Linked DNA regions of Rattus norvegicus: region 2 is linked to region 1. A link is a contact called in public Hi-C data. All regions are on one chromosome and are shown on one strand. Each heading gives the region's core, a stretch centred on a gene start, on an enhancer-like site or on the middle of the called end of the contact. The rest is flanking DNA. Distances are from core to core; before and after follow the strand shown.

What was found. Hi-C and Micro-C count contacts between places; a contact is called where the count stands out from the background.
Region 2: a contact with region 1 is called in a Hi-C map of psoas muscle, with 1.6 times the contacts expected there. The contact joins the enhancer-like site here to the promoter of Vezf1 in region 1. A contact is called at or near these places in 2 of 12 Hi-C or Micro-C datasets (frontal cortex and psoas muscle).

Annotation. Positions count from the first base shown.
Region 1 is chr10:73,355,721-73,358,420 of GRCr8, forward strand. Vezf1 (vascular endothelial zinc finger 1) reads left to right here and starts at 1,394. Exons shown (of 6, transcript NM_001304355.2): 1 at 1,394-1,520. The coding sequence starts at 1,488.
Region 2 is chr10:73,411,128-73,413,852 of GRCr8, forward strand. The region is part of intron 1 of Cuedc1 (CUE domain containing 1); the gene reads left to right. Among named protein-coding and RNA genes, the nearest start is that of Cuedc1, 23 kb to the left of the region's middle. Within about 2 kb of position 1,389, at least 76 of the 93 cell types and tissues checked have an H3K27ac peak or open chromatin away from gene starts, as enhancers often do.

The sequences.
Region 1 (2,700 bases), core at 144-2,643:
GTGACTGATGGAAGAGTGGGAGGGAACTATAATTGTTTAATGGTTGGAAAAACATCAAATTACCATACCTCTTCAGTTTCTATTCCCATAGAATTTTGTAACTATTCTATTTGGATATATATATGGAAGTTGAAGATGTCTTTCATTAGAACTGTCTGGAGAGGATAAGAGTCAGTTTGAAATACAGTCTTGAAATAATGTGCCCATCTGAGTTTTTTTTTTAAACATTTTATAAAAATACCATAGATGGAGCCTGCCTCCTCATTTCCCCACCACAGATTTCTTGGACTAGATACATGTTTAATAATAGCTTGTCTCTGATATTCACAGTAGCTACCTCTATGTGAGGAAAGGATAGAAAACATTCAAGACATCATACGGGCTTACGATCTACAGATTCCAACCAGTAGCAGTGGCTGACTCCTACATAGAAGACTGGGAACTACAAACAGGCTGGGGTCACCTCAGTGACATCTGACGCTGTCCAACCAGAAGTCTGACTTGTGTGTTGCAGGAATTGAAGAATGTACTAAAAGACTAAAATATTTCGTCTCTATACTTTCTCATTTGTTTTTATTGTTTTTAATTCTGGCGGGAGAGGGGTTCAAATTCAAATAGAATTTCCTATAATCTGGAAGGATGGGGAAGCACGGTTCCGTCACCCAAGAATAACCCAGTAATGACATCTGAACGCGTGGGAAGTGTTTCCCTCTACACTAAGAGGATCTAAGGCTGTACCCTAGTGGAATTCCCTGCTCAAATTGGAAGACCACGCAAAGGAAGATGGAGATATCATAGCAAGAGCACTGAGGGCTTAGCTGGTCAGGAATGAAAATACCCGAGGGTAGGGGACATTAGAAGCCAGCATCCCCCAGTTAGTAGGTTGAAGCTGTGCTGTGCTTGACCGACTGAAGAGCCAGGTGACCAACTGGAGCTCTGACTGCCGCTGGAGATATGAGAGGGACGCGACGCCGCTGGGCACCGAGTCAGAGTCACGAGAGGCAGCCCAGCTGTGCCCAGCGGGCCAGCGCCAGACCCTGGCGTCCTCCATCTTCTCTCCTGAGCTCCCCCTGCTCCAGCTGCCTGAGCCACGGACCGCAGCATCACACACCCCCGCGGGGGGGGACGCCGCGCCCCATCCCCGCCCCCGGCCCCACCCCAGCCCCCGCGCGGGCGCCCTGACCCCACCGCCCGCGGGCACTGGCTGAGCTCCGAGGCGGCGCGCCGGCGGCGGGGACGCCCGGAGGGGGTCGGAGCGGCTGGGGGCGGCGGCGGCCGGGCCGGGGCTCCCCCCCCGCCCGCGCTCGCCGCCGCGGTGGTGCGTCCCGGAGGTTACCGGAAGTGGCCGCGCTCGGCGCTGCCATGTTGAGGAGCCGCCGCTGCCGCTGCCGCCGCCGCCGCCGCCGCCGCTTTGTTGTCGCCTCCTCCGGCTGAGGAGGCTCCCCGAGCGGGGGGAGTGGGGAGGAGGGGGGTCGGCCGCCGCAGCCATGGAGGCCAACTGGACCGCGTTCCTGTTCCAGGTACTGGGGGCCCCGGGGGGGCCGGGGGGCCAGGGGGGCCGGGCCGGGCTCGGGCGGGCGCTCCTCCCCTCCCGGCTCCGCTCTCCGGCCGGGCCTTAATCCCCCTTTGTTTTTCCGCCCGCCCGCTCCGGCGGAGCCCGGCCGCTGAGGTGAAAGGAGGCGGCCTCGCAGGGTGCGGGGGAGAAGCAGGCCTCGGGGTGAACCCGGGCCCCCCCAAGCACACACGCACACACACACCCTTCCCTCCCGCCCTGAAGGGGAAGGGAGGAGGCCGGCCGCTGTCACCACCGGGCGGCCCAGAGAAAAGAGGGCGCCGGGCCGCTGGGTAGCGCGGGCCGCTCGGCCACTGCGCGCCGGACCGGGGCCGCGCGGCGCTGCGAGGGGGTCCCCGGGTCCCGCTCCAAGTCCCCATCCATCTTTCGCTCGCGCTTTCGCGTCACCTCTCTTTTTGTGTGTGTGCTTGTGTGTTGACTTTCTGACCCTCCTCCCACATCCCGCGAATAGCGGGTATCTCTGGCTTCTCCGCCACTCCCCCTTCTCGCCGCCCCCTCGGGTGTACCCGACGGGGGGTGTTGCGAGCGTGGTTCCCGTCTGTAAACTTTTCTCGGTCCCTAACCCAAGTCCTAAGCGATCCCTGGCAGCTGGTCCCCTCGCCTCTGTCCAGCTCCTGCGGTCCCATTGAGCTTGGGGAATCCCCGGACCGGCGGGCCGGGCGGGGGCGGGGAGCGGCGGGGGCCGGGACTCCTGCAGGCCCGACCTTTCCCGGAGCGCGTCTTGCTAGTCTCGCTCCGCGGCCCGCTCGAATGTTCGCTCCGGCCCAGTGGGCGACGGGAAGCGGAGAGGGAGCGCAAAGTCCGCTTACAAAGCCCCCAGCTGAGTCACTCGTGGAGTGTGTGTGTGTGTGGGGGGGGGGGTCTTCGCGTCTTTTTCTTCTTTTTTCCTTTTTGCCAGAAACTTCAAAGCTAGTGTAGCGGATGCTTCAGCCATACCCTTCCCCTGTTCTTCTGCCACTTTAATGCGGGACCCCTGTTTGGAACTTTTTTTTTTTGGCTGCTTCCTTTCTGTTTGCAAATGCATTGATGTGCAGTAGAGATGAGCACACGCAGAAACTTCAGAACTGAAGGTTAGAAAGCTAGTCGTTTTTTTAAATGTGTCCTTCCCACCTCCCTCTTTTGAGTTA
Region 2 (2,725 bases), core at 139-2,638, 55 kb after region 1:
TGGTTAAAATGGTGTGACCCGGAGAGGATGTTGGTCCGGATTTAGCATGCTGGTCCTTGTCCTTATGCTACCCCAACTGGCTGTGTACCTATAAGGAGATCATCTCACCCCTCTGGGGCTTGCCTTGCTCTTTAAAGACTCTGTGTTTGAGCATTTTTATACCAGTGGGGTAAAAACTGAACAGCTAGGTTTGGACCCTTGTTCTTCACTTGCGGGTGATGTGACCTGGGTAGACTTCCTAATGGTCAGTGTTTCCTCCCCTCCTCACGGGGGTATTGTGAAGATCACAGGAAATGGGTGCTCAGTGAAACATTAATATTATTATTAGAAACCAAGGCCACAGGGCCAGCCAAGTAGCTTGGCTAGGAGAGTGCTTTGCTAATATGTACATGTCTCCAGGTTTGATCCTCACAACAGAAACCCTACATACGTGGGCAAGCAGAGGCACAGGTTCAAGTTCATACATCCTCATCTCTACAGGGAGTTCCAGCATGGTGTATAAGATATCCAGGAGAGAGGTAGAAAGGGAAGGGGAGGGGAGAGGAAGGAAAGGAAAACCGAGACCAGTTCAGGAGGAGCAGGGGCAGGAGCAGGAGCAGGAGCAGGGGAATGGAGAGACCATCACAGAGGCAGCCCAGGCCTCTCAGAGGCTGTACGTGAGGATCTTTCTATTAATCCGGCCCTGTCTGGGGTGTTAGTGCCGGGGTGGACACATTGCCTTGGTCTCAGGAGCCAACTCCAGCCACTGTCATCCCAAACCTCATCTGTTTCCCTGTTACTCCCCTGGAGCCTCCATGGTCCATGTTAGGGATGACTCTGCAGAATTCTGGAAGTTTCTAGACTCTTCCTTTCCATCCTGGGTCAGGTATATGAGGCCTCCTGTTGGACGTGAGAGCATTTCTGTCTTAAAGCTACAGAGCTTGGGGTTTGCTGTTTGTTATTTTGTTTTCTGTTTTTCTAGACGGGGTTTCACTGTGTAGCCTTAGTTGTCCTGGAACTCCCTCTGTTAATCTCAAAGTCACAGAGATCCATCTGCCTCTGCCTCCTGAGTGCAGGGATTAAAGGTGTGCACACCACTGCCTGGCACTTATTTATTTATTTATTTATTTATTTATTTATTTATTTATTTATTTATTTATTTTTTAGAGACGAAGCCCTTTGGAGCACAGAACAGTTTAAAGGTCAATGTTTGGTAGGCCTCTGCTTCTGTTGCATCCTCCGAGGGCAGAGCTATTCTCTGGCCTCTCTCACTATCAAGAGCCCCACAGAGCCTACAGTGTCCAGCCCTGTCCCCTTTCCTCATTGCCTTTGTCCTCTGGTCCCTGCAGTCTCCAGCAGCAAGCTCTGTGGCTGCCAGGCCCAGACTGAGCCCCAGGACAGCCCCTCCCTTTCCTCCCTCAGCAGCTGGGGCCTGGCCTCCACCCCTTTCTTGGATCCAGGCCTCAGTGGTAATGAATTACATAAATAAGTCATTCCCATTAGCAGCACAGCCAGACTCTGGCCCAGGAGGCAGGGCAGGTCCTCAGGCAGTATGGCTCTGGCAAGCTACTCCTTAGCAAGGTGGCTCCAAGCCCTGATGTTTCTGCTTGGTGTCTTAGGGAGGGGCCCCAATCCTCCGGTCCTTTCCGTGTTAGGTTTTCAGTCTAGAGGTTCCCCAATTATCTCCTTCCACCAGCCACAGGGGCTCAGGGCAGGTGTGTTTGACAATAGTTAAGCCCCTAGGAGGGGTTAGAGGTGGGGTGTCTGGTGGCTTAAGCTGCTCTTCTGGGCTTGCCTGGGCTTGACTGGCAAAGGTGCACAGTGGCCATGGCAACCCTTGTCTGCAGACAGCCCCAGGCAAACACTGGCTTTCAAAGGGGGCCTTGTTCCCTGTGAGAGCTTTTTGGGTTGCTGGGCCTTTCAGACCTGGAAAGGAAAAGGATGACAGAGAGGATGGGGAGGGTTGCCTGGGAGGAGAGGACACTCCTGCCTCTCCTCACCCCCTTGCCCTGGCCCCAAGCATATTTCGTGGAGGCCTCTGTTTTCAGACCTGCTGCTGGTGAATGAAAGGAAGAGTGAACAGAAGAGTGTGCCCAGTCTCCAGGCAACCGGCTGTCTGTGCAGTTGAAAGGAGAGAGGAAAGTCACACTGGGCACCGTAGTGTGGGGGTCCTAAGCTGATTGCATCAAGATAGCCACAGCCACCTAGGCAGATTCTCTGCTGAGTATCAGACATGTAACATGTGCAACACCAGAGCTGGGATGTAGCTCTGTTGGTAGACCGGTAGCCTAACATACACCAAGTTTAATATACAGCATAGCATGGCAGCACACATGGGTTATACCAGAACTGGGGAGGTAAAGGCAGGAGGCTCAGAATTTCAAGATCATCACTGGCTACTTAGGGAGTCAGAAGGAAAAGAAACTTGGGGCCGCAAGGGGGTTGGAGAGAAAATGAGAGGAGAAAAGAAGAGAGGGAAGAGAAAGAGCCACAAAACTATTCATCAAATGTAAGGCGACTACACTATCAGTCTACACTCTTGTTCGAGAGTGGCAATACTAGTGGATTTCGGGAAAATGTTGATCACGGGCTTTGCTGTTTTTGCGGGGGAGGGGGCAGGGCGGTGTGTGTTTCAGTTCCAGAATTCTCCCCGTTCACACTTTATCATTATACTCCTCATATATAAAAAACAGGAAGGCTGGAGCCAAAGAGATGGCTCAATGGTTAAGAGCACTGACTGCTATTC